Linked DNA regions of Muntiacus reevesi: regions 2 and 3 are each linked to region 1. Evidence: chromatin contacts called from public Hi-C data. All regions are on one chromosome and are shown on one strand. Each heading gives the region's core, a stretch centred on a gene start, on an enhancer-like site or on the middle of the called end of the contact. The rest is flanking DNA. Distances are from core to core; before and after follow the strand shown. Region 1 holds the start of HSPA9 (heat shock protein family A (Hsp70) member 9). Region 2 holds the start of MATR3 (matrin 3). Region 3 holds the start of MZB1 (marginal zone B and B1 cell specific protein).

What was found. A called contact is a pair of places that touch in the nucleus more often than the background predicts.
Region 2: a Hi-C map of muscle shows a contact between it and region 1, with 4 times the contacts expected there. The contact joins the promoter of MATR3 here to the promoter of HSPA9 in region 1. A contact is called at or near these places in 2 of 3 Hi-C or Micro-C datasets (blood and muscle).
Region 3: a Hi-C map of muscle shows a contact between it and region 1, with 5 times the contacts expected there. The contact joins the promoter of MZB1 here to the promoter of HSPA9 in region 1. A contact is called at or near these places in 2 of 3 Hi-C or Micro-C datasets (blood and muscle).

What each region holds. Positions count from the first base shown.
Region 1 is chr1:227,851,029-227,854,712 of mMunRee1.1, forward strand. HSPA9 (heat shock protein family A (Hsp70) member 9) reads right to left here and starts at 1,757. Exons shown (of 17, transcript XM_065918645.1): 1 at 1,561-1,757; 2 at 168-226. The coding sequence starts at 1,641.
Region 2 is chr1:228,465,685-228,469,753 of mMunRee1.1, forward strand. It overlaps MATR3 (matrin 3), which reads left to right and starts at 2,153. Exons shown (of 17, transcript XM_065918662.1): 1 at 2,153-2,217; 2 at 3,387-3,425.
Region 3 is chr1:228,545,462-228,549,382 of mMunRee1.1, forward strand. MZB1 (marginal zone B and B1 cell specific protein) reads right to left here and starts at 2,369. Exons shown (of 4, transcript XM_065918673.1): 1 at 1,664-2,369; 2 at 731-855; 3 at 269-379; 4 at 1-170. The coding sequence starts at 1,840. The coding sequence ends at 14. PROB1 (proline rich basic protein 1) reads right to left here. Exons shown (of 1, transcript XM_065918669.1): 1 at 2,505-3,921.

The DNA.
Region 1 (3,684 bases), core at 507-3,006:
AGAAGGTTTGGTAGAAAACAATTATTTGCTACTGTGGTGAAATAAACACTCTATTAATAAATATAAGTGTTTTTTTCCCTGAACAAAATAATCATAAATTTAGAGACCACTGCTCTGGGACTTAATATTTATCATCTTACTATTAAAGGAAATGAAATTATACTTACGCATAGTCCCGCCTTGAAACAATTCTAAAAGCCTCATGACTAAGGCCATTCCAGCCATCCTTAAAAAAAAAAAAGAATTGCATCAGCCATCAACTACATATGAAAACTTGGGCTTAACTATTCTTCTGAAGGATATGTGAATGTTTGAGGTTTTCATTATGAGTGGCTACCATGCATAAAGTTCATTGAAATAGTAAGATGTTTTATGTATAACAGGCATAACGGTACTGACACAGCAATCAAGTCCAAGAAAGTGTAAGTTTTCCAAATAAGTTAGACAAACAAATTCATGTAAAACTGTCCTGAATTACATTATCAAAAGGTTACTCAACTTTGGCATTATTGATTTTGAACAAAACTTTTGCTGGGAGCTGGGCTGTTCTATGCAATGCAGGGTGTTCAGCAACAACTTGGATCTTTACAACTAGAACTTAGTAGCATGGTTACCCAGATTGTAACCACCAAAGTCATTTTCAAACACTGCCAAACATTCCCTAGAGAAGCAAAAATACATTACAAAATAACTACTCAATTTCACTATCACAGCAGTGTCCACTTAAGATCCACACGTGTGTGTTGCAAATATAGATTTAACTTAATCTGAGCTATTTCCCCTGATGTTGCCAAGCTAATGTTTAAGGGGACTAGAAGTAGCAAACTTATGAATCAGTTTGGGGCAGGGGAAATGTGGAGTGGGGGGAAAAATGTCAGGAGTGGCCTCTGATCAGGATGAAAGACCTTTGTTACATTCTCACCTCAGGCTATTGCAAGTCGTCCTTTACTCAACCTGAGCGCAAAGAAACACAATTCCAAAAGATGTATTTCTAGTCTTACACGACAATGAGCAATCACTCCATGGCCTTTTCCCGATTTGCTTATTTTTTCTGAAATAACGGAGATGATGATTCTGGGAAAACAACTATTAAATGTTCGCAAACAAGAAAATCAGAGCTTGACTTTTAATTTATTGCTCGGATGCTCTTGCTTCCTTCATCATATCACAGTAACCGGGTCCTTGCACACTCCGGATTTTAGAAGACTCCTTCTTCTACCCGTAAGCGAAAATGAAAACTATAATAGCTTCTCCTTCCCTATAGACTACGACCTCAAGGCCAAAACTGCGTAATCCGTATCAAAAAGCCTATCAGAACGACTACCAGCTACTTGGTGAAATATAACGGTGAAATAAAACTACGCTCCCAAGGGGTGTGACTCAGCAAAGAGAGAAAGGCAAAACCCTGAATTAATCCTTGAATCAGCAACACTGAATACTAGGGGTCTGTTATTTTCCATCTCTCCTGTTTCCCGTAGGATTCTGACCCCGAAGGCCGCGGCCTGCAGCATTGACTCCCAAGACCGTGAGCCCCTCGGGGAGGGCCCGGCAGTCCCTTACCTGGTGGCGGGCGGCTGTGGGGCCCCGGGAGGCTGCGGTGCCGACGAGACGGGATACTGCGGCTCGGCTGGCGCTTATCATGGCTGCTAGACGGTGGAAGTATGAGACAGCAAAGAGGCGCTCGGACGGCCGAGGGTAGCGCGGCGCAGAGGTGCTAGCGCTTCTGGAAACCTCCTACCACGTGGGGTGGGGGGCGGGGGTTGACCGCTGCGGCCTGGAAGCCCGCTCATCCTCTTGAGGCGCCGCCCGTGCTGCCTGATCAGAGAATACCTGTACGCCGCGCCCGGAGTCAGGGCCTATGGCTACTACGCTTCGAAGCCTGATAGTTGGGAACAATATGTCCTTCTGTGCCGGCTGCGGCAGATCAGGGCTCCGTGAGAGACGAGGAGGCCTAAGAGTAGTATAAGGCAAAACTGTGGACAACCCCGGTCCTCGGAGGCAGGAAGGACTCAAGGTCACACGGGATAAACTGCGAACAGATTACAGTCTCCTTGCGTCAGTTACGTGAGAGGAGGGGTCTGTTGCGCCTGCGCAACTGGCCGCCCTCCGAGGTCCTGGAGCGCATGTGCACAGGGAGTAGTGAAGAACTGGGTGGAGTCTGACTACCGCTGTCATAGGGTGCTCCAGCTCACGTGAGTTTCGTCCTCCCACCCCCGTTTCCCTGGGAGATCCTGGCTGCCGCAAGGTCCGCGCGAGCTGACTTTTCCTTCTCGTGGAGGGCGCCATTTTGTCCTGCGTTTTTGTTCAATGTAAACGTGGGGTTTAAAATCTTTGTTGCTCGTCCTTTGTGTTTTGACTGCCTGTTGCTGTTGCAGTAACTTGAAGTACACCTGCATATGGAGACCTTAGGCGAATTCTTTCTGTGTTTTAGCACAGGGACCTTGGGTTTTGAACTACTAAAGAAGACTTTCGTTCATACAAAGCATTGGGTTATCTTAGGCTAATTAGCGTGCAGACCGTCGAGAGATAAACATACCTGAGCTCAGGATCCTACTACCCAGCTTTGCTGGGCCTCACTGAGGCTCAGAAACCAAGCAGGCCCCTGTGGGCTCCACCTGGGCTAGGAAAGCCCTTCTTTTCCCCCGGTTTCTTGTTTGTAGACTTCTTTTAGCTTCTTTAAGGTACCCTGAATTCCAAAAGGCAGATTTAAACAGTTGCTTATTAGGGGACGGGAACAAGAGAGGCGTAGTCAAGTAAGAATAGCACAGCACTGGGGCACGGTCATGGTTCCTCCTCAGGGAGTGTGTGGTCAGCTGTGTCTTGGTGACTCCACAAACTGTAGCCCACCAGGCTCCTCTGTGGAATTTTGCCACGCAAGTATACTGGAGTGGGTTACCATTTCCTTCTCTAGGGGATCTTCCCGACCCAGGGATTGAACCCCTGTTGCTTGCTTTGCCAGGCTTGTTCTTTACCACTAACATCACCTGAATATACGTAGTATTTATGAGTTCTGTGGGAAGTAGGCCCTGCCCAGATAGAGGATGGTAACTTAAACTTGAGGGCAAGATTCCTGACTACCAACCCATCAGAAGGAAGTCACATGCCTTGCAGCCCTCACCCCAAATTTTTCCTCTAAAAACGTACTTTCTAAAAGCTCTCAGTTCAGGGATTTATTTAGAGCATGAGCCACCCTTTCTCCTTGCTTGACCCTGTAATAAAACCTTTCTCTGGGGGGAAAAAAAAACCTTTCTCTGGTCCAAACTCCTGTTTTGGTTGGTTTGGCTTCACTGTGTGTCAGGCACACAAATTTGTGTTCTGTAACAGGTCCTCAGACCCATCTTGAAACCTTGTTGCATGGGACAGTGGGCATGGGTTGTGTATGCCAGTGACTTCTTAAGTCTCAAAGTCCAATTTCAAAAGAGAAAGATGCTCCAGTATTCCGATGTGAGGACTTGTGAAGGAAATTTTGGGGAAGTTTGGGAGGGAAAGAAGACAGCTGAAGAGTTTACCTTGTTAGAAGGGAAGTGGGAGTAAGAAAATAAAGGTCCAACCTTATATTGTTTATATTTTATACATGTCCTTTTAAGAAGTACCCTCACACTCTTATTTGTTATTTACTATCCTTACTTGTCTACTTAGTGCTTTCATTTCTCTTATTTTGTTAATTCCCTCAGAAGTAGATTT
Region 2 (4,069 bases), core at 903-3,402, 620 kb after region 1:
CAAGACACGTCCAGTAAGGAAGCAAGACGGAGAGGATAAATGAAGGAGAAAGGGAAAGACAGGCAAGAAGCTTGGAAACAAACAAAAAAAGAAGCTTGGAAACCTAGCGTCCTTTGGGGCCAGCTTTTCAATTATGAGGTCAAACTCGGGGCTAATGGACCTATTCTAACCCTTTGCCTTTCATCTAGCTGCTTTTTATTTTCTAAAATTTTCCCTTTTCTTTTCCATTATTATTCCTAACAATTTTGTCTTTGCAAGAATAAGAAACAAACAAAAAGGTAAAAAAGTAGTTGATACTATAAGTAAAAGACCACATAATACACAACTCACCAAAATGAATTCGGAATTTAAAAGCATGAAGATTAAGACTATAAAGGACTTTTTAACTGCAAAATGAAGAAATCATAATTTAGGTTTTCCTCAAAAGGACACCGAATGGCCTATACCTTAAAAAGGTGACTCCATTTTCAATACCACAAGAGAACATGGCCCATCTCTCAGCCTTACTTATAATGACTGACCTTCCCTCTACACAAATCCTGCCTTCTCCTTGGACTGATCTGTGAATTCAGTTGACTCCAAGTCATTTGGTCCTTCTGTCTCCAAAGGCCCTGGTGTCTCTCTATTCCCAGTTACTTCCTGTCTGTGCTCTGAAAGCACACAAGCACACTTTCACACAGACTTCATCTTTCCTTTCCACGAATCCTCAGGGTAGCTGTGCCTTCTCCATTTTACGTGTATGAAACAAAAGAAAGCAAAATATATGAGACGCCAATGCAATTTCTCCTTTAGCAGAGCTCTGCAGGACAATTATCCACCCAATCTGCCCAATTTTATAGCTCTCATAACCATCCTTTATGAACACACTGTGACAGCTGGATGTGGGCACTGATTAGGGCAGCAGTCTTCAGCCACATTCCTATTTAACTGCAAAGCAGATCTCCTGCCTACCAGCCCACCACTGATCATGTGACATTTTTAATTACTGTATTTATGTAAGCCTTTTTCCTACCAGAGACTGTGTCCAACTCCATCCAAACTGGGAAGAATTTGTTTTTGCCACTTCAGGGCTATCCTTAGAGCCTGAAATTTTTCCCTGGAATCAATGTAGGACTCTGGGCTTTCTCAGCAGAGGTCTGCGAGGGTTGGGTTTATAGGAAGCACATTTTTTTCCCGTTATGAAATACCTGAGGAAATAGATAATAAAATATGCCGGCAGATGACAAGGACTTTGGCTACTCCCAAGGGTTCACCTGACAAAGGTGCCAGGTGCAATAGATGGGCAGAGCCCACCAGATGCTGGGGGCTGGGGGCAGGGAGATGCTAGGAACAAAGTGGCTTTAGAATTTGGGAAATTATAGAAAGGATTTAGGAATTACTGCTACTGGATCTTGCCTTTCTCATCCTCAGCTTCACCAAAATGTTCAGCAGGAGAGAATCATATCGACTCCAAGTAGTGAGGGGAGGATTAGTGTCCAAAAGAAATGCTGATAACCTGGTGGGCAACCCGTCCAGACCAAAGATGTGGCCTCTTTGGCTGACTGTGCCACGGTGGAAGGGAAGCTTGGCAGAGAAAGCCAGTACTCTTTAGCTGCTGCAGCTCAGCTAAAGATCCCACTGCAGGGCCCCGGGGATGTGTTCCCGCAGGTTAGGCTGTAGGAGTGACTAGCATAATCCAGGCGAAAACCTCCTGGAGAGATCCCCAAAACCAAGGTGACCTGTGTGCGTGGGCAATCCGTTGACTATGTGACAGAAATGCGTGGAAGAGGATCTGCGTGGGAGGTGGAAAAAGCGTGGGCTGAGCTTGCAGCAACCAGAAGGCGCCACACACGTGTGCGAGGAACCGCGGCGCTCGCTGTGGGCTGACAGGAAGCACCGCCCCACTCGGACACACCAAGTTTTCTCTTAAGCAGTTTCAAACCCAGCGCGCTTTCCACGCGTAAGTATAAATGAGGTGGGTATCAAATAACCGTAGCGCTTGTTCGGATTTCTATCTTTTCTCTTCTTGGTTCTAGCTCCTGTGTAGAGTATGCCCACCTCTACCACAGCTCTCCCATTTTCGTAACGCTTTCCTGGGCGGGGTTTCCGGGCCCCGCCCACCGAGGGCCCGCCCAGTAGCCTCCCCGGGGCGGAGCTCCCCTCGACTCCAGACTGCCCTTTTCCCCTGCGGTCTCTGCCCCGGGTGCAGTGTCCCTACCGAGCTCCGGACACATGCCGGTGAGTAAGGGCAAAGTGGGGAGAAGCCTTGGAGGTTTACCAGCCAGGGGCGAGAGACAGTGGTTGGGAGGCCTCTTCCGAGGCACGGGACGAAACTGGGGCTCGTGCCCTAGTGACCCCAGGTTTGGAGGGCATCTTGAAGAAATGCTGAGGGATAGTACCCCTAGAATCCCCCCTGTTTTCTACCATCCCTGCTGTCCCTGGAGAGTTGCCGAGAGTCGGTGTCGGGGAGCCTTGTTCCCCAGGCACCAGGGCCAGGGACTTGGGAAGGTTCGCGAGGAACACGTGGTCGGGTGGAGCTCCGTCAGTTCTATCCGAGCGCCGAAAGGGACGGGCTATTTTTAGATTCGTTTTTAGACCTGGACAACGAGCCCTCTATTTTCCTTTTCCTCTAATTGTTTGGAAGCGTTTTGGGGTGAAATTAGAGGAAGGCTGGGAAAAAGTATTGTCTTACATACTCTCACCTTATACAAACAAGGTAAATTGTAAGGGGGAATGGGTAGGAGTGTTAACATTTTTGCAAACATTTTGGTTATTGTTTTCAACCAGTAGTTGGGGTCGTTGGCAGGATTGGCAACCTAACTGTCTCCAGTTTCTTTACCATTCGTTACTGCATCCAGTTATTTTTTAAAATGCTGTTTTTATGGTTCAAGAGATCACATAATTGAGGCCCTTTTCAATCTAGTTTCAACCAGCCTTTCCAATTTTCAGTGCCCATTACTTTCCCAGGATAAGTTCCCTTTCTGCTCACCAGTATTCATCATCTCTTTGCTTAGAGTAAGTTCCCAGTCTATAGCAGATATTATCTTATGCACTTAATTTATATTCCATTTAAACCTCCCAAACACCCTGTGTACAACACTCCCATTCTACAAATGAGACTGAAGTACAGAGGTTATTTGCCCACTGTCATTTGGCTGTTGAGTGACAGCCAAGCTTCCTGATACTTGTTGATGAGACCATTAATTTGCTACTGTTGAACTGCTGTGGTATGCAAGTAAGGATGACGACAATAAAGCTAACCAAGGGAACGCTCTTTTATTGTTGACTATTGTTTCTGTGGTTCAGGCCTCACTAAGTTAAGGGAGTTTTGAGGGTAGGGGTCTTGAACGCCACACAAGTGTTCACTAACTGTTGTCTGTCTCTAACCTGGAGTGCTTTGATTGCAGAGCATCCAGCTGTGAATTTTTGAGCGGATGGAGCCCCAGGTAAGTGCAGCACCATTAGCCTACCTTTGGCCCCAGCTGTAGGCAGCTGCCTAGGTTTCCGTGTACCTAGGCAAGTGTTACACTGCTGGGAGAACAGCAGCCCGATAGCTGGTTGGCATTCTGGGCCTGGTTCATGCTTACTCTGTTGTTAACTATACCAGGATGCCAGCATAAATGTTTTTCCATGGAGGTTAAATCTGCAAACATGTGCCTTTGCAGGGAGAAACCTAACGTGGAGAATGGTTCTGGTCTGACAGGTTTGACTAGTATGAAGTTCTTTGAATCATACCTTGGAAATAGAAGAAATAGAGGGACATATATAAATAGAAAAAGTTGAGGTTTTTTTTTTTTTTTTTTTTTTTTTAGTCTACCGAGTGCTCAAAGGGGGCCATGGGATTTTTGCAGATTTCACTGAAATCAAAGTTCATAGCTCCCACTCCTCTACCAACACAGAGCTACTCAGGATAATCCCTTTGTAGAAGGATTTTATAACTGTAGTTACTTGTGAGAATGCCATACCTTACAAGGAATGTAGATGTGAATTTGCTTTAAAATGATGAGGATTCTTTATCTCATCAATAGAATATAAAAGCAATTAACTGAGGGGCTCCAAATACTAGGCCTAGCTACAGCAATACTAATTT
Region 3 (3,921 bases), core at 1,119-3,618, 700 kb after region 1:
AGGAGGAGTTGGACTAGAGCTCTGTTCTTGCGTCTGGAGCCTTCTCCAAACAGGCCCCCCGGGGACCTCCACACAGCAGCGCCTCTAGGGTCCCTCGACCTTGTTGGTGGGCTTCATAGATCTGGTCTTCTCCAAACTCCCCCAGGTACTGAAAGCAGGTCTTGGAGAGCCTAGAGGAGCCCAGCAGGAGCCTCAGACTCTGCCCTGCCTACAATAGGCAGATCAAGGCTGCTAGGGCTCCATCCCACTCCAGCCCTCCAGTCATCACCTGGTGGGCCACAGTCCGTCCATGATCACCACCATGACGCTCGGCTGTGCCCCTGTGCTAAGTCCTGGGCCCATGAGACGTTTCACCTGGTCCACTTCTCCAACTCCATAGCTGGAGGCAGAGGGAGGAGAGGGAGACAGCATCAGTGGAGCCTGTATCTACCCGAAGCGGGGCACATGGGACATCTACCAAGTTTAGTGCCCAGATTCTGGTCCTCTCTGCTGAAAAACTGAAGACCAGAAAGGGGAAGCCCCTGGCCCAAAGTCACACAATACCCTTATCGCCTGGTCACCCACTCTTCTGCTTGCTCCCAGTTCCAGAGTTCAGTGTCTGTCCCAACCAGCCCCTACCCTTGGGCCGGAGACCTTGTGGAGTGTGTATGGTATGAGCGGGAGGATGGGGACCCCCACTCATCAGCCTGCCCCTGGAGAAGTGAGGCAGAGGCCAGATTTTCCAACTCACCCCTGCCAGGTCTGCGAGCAGCTCTGGTCCAGGACGTCTGTGTATACTGACTCGCTCAGCTCATGACGGCCCCCAGAGTCCAGTGGGAGAAGCTTGGCCTCAGCTTTTGTCAGATGTTGCCACATCTGGAACAAGGAGGGGTTCAGAACCAGGGCTTCAGAACTACTCAGTGAGGAAGGAGGGGCGGGGTAGAGTAGCAGCTTGAGTCTCAGAGGAAGAACGATGCAACGGAATCTTTTGAGCAGGAAGCACCTGTGAGGCTGACTTCGTGGCCCTCCCCCAGGTCCAGAGAGCTGGGAACGCACCAGCTGAGGCAGGACAGCCTTGGGATGAGGTGGGTGGGTGGGCAAAGCTGAGCTAGCCTGGGCACTGGGGACCCTCCTACAGGGCACACCTGCCCACCATCACCACATGCAATATAAAACCACAAGAACAAGGAAAGAAAATAAAACCACTCAGTCATCAGTGACACATGTACTCATAGCACTTACACACTCTCACACACACACATACAAGTACTCAGACACACTTGACAGGTTTGTATGTGAACTCAAGACACCCGCACATGCTCATGGGCTCACAAACTCGACAAACATGCATACGTGCACAAACCCGCATGCTCCCCAGGCATGCTTTGGGAAGGAGTCCGGACTTCAGGATCGGCCTGGAAAGGGAGAAGAGAGAGGACTAGCTAGGGACTCCCTCACGTCCCAGAGATGGTCTGTCTGCTCTTTGCTGGGCAGACAGGTAAACTGAGGCACAGAGGTTCTGTTGAGGTGAAGATGGCAATATCATGGAAGGCTGAGTCTAGCTTGATGCCTGGGGGTGGGCTTGGGGATCAAAGGCCAGTGGTAGAACCTGAGGCAGACAGAAGGGTCTGGCTTGAGAAGGGGCCTGCGTAGGGGCAGAACTGCTGGGGGAGGGGGGACTCACCTGGTAGGCCACCGCCCTGCAGGCATCACATCGCAGGCGAGTTGGCATGTGAGTTGAGAACTTCTCTTCATCGTCTAGCTCAGGGGCAGTGGCAGTGAGTGAGGCCTTGTCTCCAAGGCCCCCTGGGATGGCCCAGGCCCCAAGCAGCGGCAGCAGTAGCAGCAGTGACAGCCTCATGGCCGGTGGAGCTGACTCAGTAAGCAAGGGCTGTGGTTGGGATGCAGGTGTGTGGGTGCATCTGTGTGTGTGTGTAGTGGGGGCTGCTTCAGAACACCTGGCCCAGACCAATGGGGAACTGACACTTCACCCCTCCCATTCTCTCCCATCCCCCAAGGCCCTGGAGACTCCACGTGTGCACCTTCTCTCGTGGGACCCTGGCTCCAGCCAATGAGGCAAGGAGAGGGGCTGGGCCTGGGCAAAGACACATGGGAGCTGATACCTCTCATGACCTGGGACAGGCTACATGGCAGGCACTGTGCTAAGCTCCTTGGGGGGAAGAGATGACTGGTTACTGTTGTCTTAAATCTACCCCCAAGAACACAAAGGTTTAGAGAAGAGTGACAAATTCAAGGCCACACAGCTAGAAGGGCTATGCTGAGACTGGAACCCAAGTCTAGTCGCTCCCCAAGGCCCACTGACCACTCAGCTGCCAGAAGAAATGAGGTCACAGGTGTGATTGCCAGGCTAGGGCTCCCTCCCTGAGAGGCAGGTTTGCTGAAGGAGGGACGCCACAGTGTATGAAAGACACATGTGATACTCTCCCCCAAGCCACACCCAGGCATGGACGGCATTGTAGGGGATGTTAAGGGGCCGCAGCAGGAAATCAGACACTTCACGCCAGTTGTTCCAGTCATTGGGGCCATTGGGTTTATTGCACATCACGATGAAGTGAGGGGCCCAGGAGTGGCCCAGGGCCCTCCTTGGCATCGGCATCTCTGGCCACAGAAAGATGTCCAGGTTATTCTGACTCATAGTTCTCTGTTTCCAATTCAAGGAGAGGGGGGCAGTGACTCCAAGAGATCCAGGTCCACCAGAGGCCTGGAATTTAAGAAAGGCACTGATCTCCATCCCTAACACTGCTTCTAATGGTAACTGTTCTTCTGCAAACACATCACACCATGTATCAGTCCAGCACTGAGTGAAGTCCAGTCACTTCACTCAGTACTCTACATAGGCCCCCCACGAAGAGCACCTCCTACTCTGTGCATCCCCCTCTGCTCTCCTGGAATCTCAAGGCAATTGGAACACCCTCTGTTGGGCCTGTCCCTTCCTATGTTGTGACCAGCCTGCAGAGCTAGCCCCTCTCTAGGCATGGTTGCCACATCTGTTACCAGGCAAGTGGAACCAGCTGAGAGCTCCACACAAGGGCATCCCTTCTTTTACCAGCCCTAACCCACCCTCCACCCCATCCAAAAAGGTCAAGAGTCTCCTCTGGGACCTCCGCTCAACCATCCTCTCTGCATTTAAGTCTTTCCCAATGACCCACTAATCTGTTCCTCCCCCTTTGGTGGGAACAGCCAGAACCCCCACTTATAACCCCAGAATGAGCCAGTTCAGTTCTGAGGGCTTAGACAAGCCAAGTCAGAGGCTGGAGTTGAGGGGAGAATGAGGGGCAGTACTCCCAGCTGCAGACTACAGTCACCTCCCACCTTCTCCCCAGTCCCCATTCCCCCCAAGTCCCAGGCTGACCCTCCACAGCCCCTCACATACTACTTCCCTGATCTACCTCCACCTCCTGTCCCCCGCAGCTCCCTTTCTCAGATGATCCTCGCCTAGGGCCTGCTCCAGCCACTTTTCCCCACAGCCTCCCAGGCCAAGACTCAGATCCCCTTCCAAAGAATAATGGACTTGGTACCAGTGTCCTCCTTCACCCCATCATTGCTCACTAGCCTGCTCCACCTCAGCTGGGTCCACCTTCAGGGAGAGACAGACATCTCCCTACCTCTAGGGGCAGCCCCTTCCTTGCAGCTCCCATTTCCTCCCTGAGAAACCCCATCATCCCCACAGGTCGGTTCCTGGGGCCATGTCATGGGATTTTTCACACTGTCACTTGTCACTTGCCTCTGCAAGGATGAAATCACTAGCCACTGCAATCGCTGACCTTCAACCCACCCTGAAAGCTCAGGGCAGAGATCAGGAATGAGGCCCTCTGTCCTCTGGGAAAAACTGGCAGAATAGGCCTTTAGATATTTATTTTCAGGAGAAGTTTTTATGAGTCCAATTTTTTGCATCTTCTCATATCTAGAAAAGCAATAAAA